2 separate regions of the Mus musculus genome follow, and region 2 is linked to region 1. Evidence: chromatin contacts called from public promoter capture Hi-C data. All regions are on one chromosome and are shown on one strand. The core of a region is the stretch at or near the end of the contact, and the rest is flanking DNA. Distances in the headings are between cores, read along the strand shown. Region 1 holds the start of Fads1 (fatty acid desaturase 1). Region 2 holds the start of Tmem132a (transmembrane protein 132A).

What was found. Promoter capture Hi-C pulls out the DNA fragments that hold promoters and counts their contacts.
Region 2: a contact with region 1 is called in a promoter capture Hi-C map of cranial neural crest. A contact is called at or near these places in 3 of 39 promoter capture datasets (cranial neural crest, hippocampal neurons and liver) and 1 of 130 datasets of targeted methods (pancreatic cancer cells).

The regions. Positions count from the first base shown.
Region 1 is chr19:10,181,338-10,184,505 of GRCm38.p6, reverse strand. It overlaps Fads1 (fatty acid desaturase 1), which reads right to left and starts at 1,618. Exons shown (of 12, transcript NM_146094.2): 1 at 1,242-1,618. The coding sequence starts at 1,454.
Region 2 is chr19:10,867,859-10,871,150 of GRCm38.p6, reverse strand. Tmem132a (transmembrane protein 132A) reads left to right here and starts at 1,372. Exons shown (of 11, transcript NM_133804.2): 1 at 1,372-1,612. The coding sequence starts at 1,525. It overlaps Tmem109 (transmembrane protein 109), which reads left to right. Exons shown (of 4, transcript NM_134142.1): 4 at 1-491.

The DNA.
Region 1 (3,168 bases), core at 369-2,868:
CTCTTCACATTTCTTCCTCCTTTGGGCAGGGTTCCCTATTTCCCTCAACATTCTGACCATTCCCGCTCCGGAATAGTTAATATGGGTTATACAAGGTGGGTGGGAGGGCCTTAGGGAAAAAAAGCTGTAAGCGGAGGTGGAGTCCGTGGTCAGTGGCACCACACATCCAGACCAATCGCTGTCCTTGCCATGAAATCCTAGGCCCCCAAGCCACACAGAATGGGAAGCCTAGACGGAGCGGGTCTGCTCCATCCTTTCATGAACCGGTATAGGAATGCACTGCTGTTTGGATTCTGGGTGGTTACTTCTAGAAACCGGCTCCTTCTAGCCTGGTCGCTAAGGCCCTCCACCTCTAACTTCATGGGCAACTTAATAGGAACCCTGAGGACCCCGGGAGCACGTTAGACTGGCAGACAAGGAGTAAGAGGTCGGAGGGATGGCATTAGGTAGTTAAAAGGGAGATGGACCCAAATGTAGAGACCCAACAGATGACAATCCTGTCAAAGAATGCTCTGTCCTAAGTCATTCCTAGTCCGGCCCTCGCCTCTGAGGGAGGATATGGTCTAAAAAGAGAAAACAGGGCCACTAGACAGAAGCTGGGGTTCGTACTGACTCTTCCTTCAGTAAGCTACAACGGAAAAGGGACGCGACCCCGCGAAGTGTCTAATCGCGCGGGAGCCCTATTCCCTCAATAGTCGACCTCCCTGGCCCAAGTGACCTCGCACTAAGAATCCGAGTACAGTTTTACGACTCCAACTGCAAGCTGTCTTGGACCGGCTCAGGTTCATTACCCTACCCTCCGGGCTTCACAATGTACAGGTGATGCCCAAGCACCGGGTCCTCAGTGTCATCCCTAGCGCAAGCAGTCCTTTCCCACTTCCTTTCCGCTCCGAATCCCAACTTAGGGCCAGTTCTCTAGGTCAGACAAGGCTGTGTTCACCCTCCTAGCCTGGCAGACAGGACGCGACTCCCACTCTCTGCTCAGACTCCTCCTCCCACCACCGGAGGTTGCAAGTACCGTTGAACGGGTGCCTGGAAAGCTCATTCCCTCCTATCCAACCCATGCTTGAGACTCCAGAGGCAAAGCACGGATGTGCAACCAGCCCTTTGTTTGAGTGTGCGTGTCTCCGGCCACCGTCTACCGCTCCGGTCTCTCAGGCGCTTGCATCCCGGGTTCAAAGGCCTCTCTCCCCGCCAATGTCCCTCCCCGAGGTGCAGATGCGCCTATTGTCCGCTCTCACCGTGGCATCCTGACCCGCGTAGTGGCTGATGACCCGGGAGCCCCCCGGGTGGCGGCGGCTGAAGTCGCTGATGTTGTACACCTTCCGGTCGATCACGAGCCATCGCTCCTTCTCCCGCCCGGAGCGCTGCGCCACCTCCTCCCAAGTAAAGTAGCGCGTTTGGCGGAGCTGGGCGGAGGCCGGGCCAGGGGTCGGCACCGGGTCGGGAGCCATAGCAAGCTTGGCGGGGGAAGCTGGAGTCTGAGAGGTGCGCGCTCCGGGCCGCGGGGCAGCGCACGCCAGGCTCGCGAACTAGGGGAGCGTCGGGCTGCCTCGAGCGCGCGCCCGGAGACCGCCGTTCGCGCGCAGGGTTTTCAGCACCCTTGGCGCGGACCGCCGAGCCCCGCGGCGCGAGCTCCCATTGGCTGAGCCGAGTGGCGTGGGGCGCGAGCTCCGCCTCTCTCGGGTAGCAAAGACAGACTCCCCACTCCCCGGAGAGACTCAGGCTACTTCCAGCGGCAGAGACGCGCCCCCTCGCGGGGCCTGAAAGTGGTCTCCAGGCTATTCCACTTCGGAATTTATTTATTTATTTTTTTATTGAGCATGGTAGGGATTGATAGGATAACGGTTCCTTTGAGTGCGTCACAGCTTGATGTAGCTAAGGCGGAGGTCCCAAGGGCGCATAGAAGCTTGGTGTGAACATATAGAAAAGAAAACAGTTCTCATGTTGCTCAGGCCGGCCCCAGACTCACTGTGTAGCTGAGAATGACCTTGAACCTCTGACTCTCCTGAGTTCTGGGTTTACAGGCACTGCTTTCCACGTTCTGTTTCATACAGCAGATTGTGCTAAGGCAAACGTTCTGTCAATTTCCTGCCCCTAGGAAACACGTGACAAATTAAACACAGTGGCTTTAGCAAACAAAACAGCATCCTGACCCAGTAGCCGTTCAGAGATCCCCCTTCCTAGCAAGGTGGGCAGTTAGCATGTGTGGAAAGAAAGAGGACTAACATAAAGAAAGAGACTGATTGGCTACAGTTCCAGGCTTTTGCTCACGTGATAGCCCAACGCTAACAGAAGTCTTGTCTGCTATGATTGGCCGTCACTTTTGACTTACAAGAATATAGTACTTAGGAACACACACACACAATTAACACATGCACGCATGCACACACACACATGCACTAACTAAAATGTGATGATGATGATGATGGTGGTGGTGATGATGATGATGATAACAATACTAATGATAGCTCTATGGTTCAGGAGGAACAGTTGCCTGATGCAAAACCCAGTGACCTGAAATGGATCCCTGGGACCCACAAGATGGAAGGAGAGTACTGACTTCCACAAGTTTTTCTTCTAGCCTACATTGCCTGCAATTCATGGCAGCACACACACACACACACACACGTAAATAAATAAATAAATGCAATTTTAAAAACGATTTTAAAACAAAAATAAAACGAAGAAAGGCCAGCCTTGCCTTCTTTGTATGTAGTTTAACATTTGCAATTAGCTTTAGCATTTTCTATTTCTAGTGATCTTAGTTTCGTATTGTGTTTTGTTGTTATTTTTGTCCCTGGAAGCAGTAGCCCTGGCTGATCTGGAACTCACTGTGATGAACAGATTAGCTTCGAAGTTGCAATGATCGCCCTGCTTTGGCCTCCCAAGTGCTGTAATCATAGGCAAGCACCACTGTGTTTCACTATATTAATTAGAATTATACAGGTTTAGTGGCCTTAATTGTCAGGAGACAGTAGGACGCAATCAATCGTGAAGTTTGTGTGACAGCCTCAGCAGTGGTTACACCAGCAGTGTGTAGACTGGTGAATCTAGCAATCTCTATTTCTGGAAGCATGAGCTTCTTTAGAGCGCCGTTTGCCAACTGTGGCACAGAGCCTGTTCTCTAACAATTCTGTGTATTGTGGGTCTTTCTGCAATAGGGAA
Region 2 (3,292 bases), core at 123-2,622, 690 kb before region 1:
TACTTCGTGGTCAGAGTGAGCCCCTTGCAGAATCCCCACTCCAGCAAACAAAGCAACGGCCCTGCTGGGATTGTCGAATCTCCCTTGAGGGTTTCAGGGACCTTGAAAAGGGCAGGAGGACCTGCTGTCTTGCAGTTTTACCCCTGTCCACTCTCTGCCATCCAGAAGCAAGCGTTGGTCAGTGTTGTGTCCCAGTAGCTGGGAAGGGCACGGCTTTGCCCTGATCTGTTCTGCAGGGCTAGGAGTGAGCCTGCCACTAACCCCTCTCCACCACTTGCTCACTCTTGGCCTTGGCCTTGGCCTTTAGGTCCCTGGTGGAGGGAGATGACCCATGCCAGGTCCAGCACAAGATGTGAAGATTAAATGCCTATTCTTACTGAAGGTTTGATGTGGAATCATGGCTGCAGTGATATGTTTTTATCAGCGCTTGGTGGTTTTAAAGTGCATGCTATTTTATTATCTTCTTCTGAATAAAATGTATTTACTCAAAAGTCTCTGCTGACAAACTCTCTTCCTTCTGGACTTCTAGCAGAAATCTGTTGGGAGGAAGGGAGGGCTCAGGAAGGCAGGATGTACCTGGTACCTTTCCCCCTAGGACTCTGGAGGGAGGCATGCACTCTCTTGGAAAGCTTGCAGATCTGGCAGCTCTGTTGGGACTGAAGTTGCCCCTTCCTGCAGGGTGCTTATATTGCTAGCTTGGGGAACCTGGAAAAACTGGCTTCCCTCCCAGACTCAGGAATTTACTGAATAAGGTTCTCAATGTGGCTCCAGGTGGTTCTGCTCTTTTGTGTAAGGCCCGGGCACGTTTCTGTTTCTTTTTCCTCTTTAAGTTGCCATGGAGATGCCAAATCTGGACCTCTCCCAACACTACCTGAGGGCAAGGCTAGGTGGCACTGGGAGTCAGGACTCCCTCAGAAGGGTTGACCAGCCTACACCCTTCATCCTTAGGGACTCTTTCTGGGATAGGTTTGGGCATGAGACAAGCTGCCTCCACGGATGGCCTAAGGTGGTCTGGCCTGGTTTGGCCTCTCCTTTTCTGCCCCAGCAGCTCTGTTCTCTTATGTCCCTGAATTCTAGATGCCTTCACAGGTGAGATGCCTGTGGGGAGGGTATGAGGCAGAGGAAACGGGTTTTGTTTGTTTTTCTCCTTGATCATCGGCTTCCACGAGGAATCCCAGAACGCACCTTGTGCTTCCTGGCAGAGGACATCAATCTGCTTAGTCTCCAGGGACGCTGCCTTATTCCAATCCTAGGCACCCTAGGCACGGGGCCACGCTCTGGGTTTTGGGATCCGCAGGGCACTAGGACCCGGCGGGGCGAAGGGGACAGCCCATGTGCCTGCGTTCCCTCCCACCCCACTGCTCCTGCTCCATTGTCTGGGAACTGCAGCCGCGGGCCGGCGGCGCAGGGAACTAGCTGGCCACAGCGGCTGGCGCGGAGCGGGCGCGGGAGATGTGGGGACAGATTGCAGCCACCTGAGCCGCGCGCCGGTTACCCTCCTTTGGTGGGAAGGAGTGCGCCTCGATGACTGAACGCAAGGCTGCGGCCCCTCGGGGGCCCTACGGTGCCTGGTTCTGCCTCCTGGTGGCTCTCGCCCTGGAAGTCGTGAGAGGTCAGAGGGAAGGGAGGGGTGGGGAGGGGCGACCTGGCCCTGTCCGTCCGAGGCCACGCGCCATTGATGCCCCCAAGCCACTGGACTCTAGAACTAAACCTAGAGCGATGCCCTGGAGAGGTCTAACCTTGGGAAACCGGTTCCCAGCCAACAGCCCTTTGGCTTTCTTCTCTGTGCACCACCTAGATGCTCCTAAAGTCTTTTCACTCCCATCTTCACTAGCCCGGTCCCAACTCCTCTGCGAGCCCCTCTCCAGCCGCGACATCTAACCCGGCTGCCCTGCTTCCCCGTGCACCACCTCTTCCTAACCTGCAGTTCTAGTCCCCAGAAACCCGCTGGTTAGTCACAGGAATGCAAAACAGGCTCTTTGCCTGAGACCCGAGAGATATGCCTCTGCCCCCCCCCCTCTCTCCCTTTCCCCCTCTCTCTCTCCCCCTCTCTCTCCCTGTTCCAAGGAGATCTCCAACATTGGAGTCTTCTGGGAGAGTCCCAGCCTTGCCTTTCCGAGCCCTTGTGGGTGCACCCATCACTGAGTACGAAAGGGGCAGCAGCTACCGCGTGCCTGCCATAAGCTGGGGCTGAAAGGTGGAAGATGTTATGGGAATTGGGAGATGGCGAAGTAGTCTCTACCTTTCTGCCCCCATCAAGAGGGCTGGATTCTCCGTGATGGGAGACCATGGAAGTCCGTGGGAGTCAGGCTACTGAGCATCTTGTAATTATGGAAACATTGAATTAGAAGGTGGACCGGAGCCACCCTAAGGACCAACAACAGTCACTCACTTGTTACCCTTAGGGATACTGGTGCGCGGGCGCGCGCGCGGGGGGGGGGCACTCTAGAGAAAAGCCCCGCCGTCCCAGCTCAGCTGTGGGGCTGAGAGAGCTGGTTCTGGAACTTCTTTTAGGTACCTGCTCCAAACCCTGCAGAACCAGTGGGGGTCCTAATAACCCCTCCACAGTGAGGGAAGGAAAGCTTTTTCATTTGGCTCACTAACAATCTCACTTCCAGTATGATCTACACCAAGCTTCCAAAACCCTCCCCTGCTCACCGGGTTATGAAATACTCCCACCCCTTGTACCAGTGAGGAAGGAAACCCAGGCTCCAAGATGCTGGTGACTGGCCCATCTTTCATGGAGTAGAGCTAGGGCATAAAGTCAGATCTCTCCCCTTATCCCCCAAACCTCTTCAGGGAGAGTCATGGGAATTACAGAATGAGTAAGACAGAGCCTGGGGTTCACATAATACAGGAGAGGCAGCAGAGCCAAGCCCATGGACTGCACTTGGGGTTCCAGGTACTCTGGAGAAACGGGAGGATTGTTCCCCATCTTAGAAAAGCAGTAGCAGCAAGCAGAGCCGGAACAAGGTGTCCAGCAAGGGGCTGAATGACCACAGAAGGCTTCCTCGAGGAGGCAGGGTGTACTCTTGACCCTGAAGGAGGGTGGGGGCACAGTGTGAAGGCCACATGGCATGCTGGGGTTGCCCTGGATGGAACGGCTGGGTAGCTAGGTGGTGAGATCCTGACTGGCCTCTCAGGTCCACTGCAGGTTGGAGAACCCTCATACATCATTTTTTACATCCATTAAGTGGAATTTGTAGTAATAGAATTTAATCCAAAGAATTGTGTGGGAACTGAAAGACTTACTACATGTAAAATTGAATCTGTGTGGGGTTAAGTGCTTTAA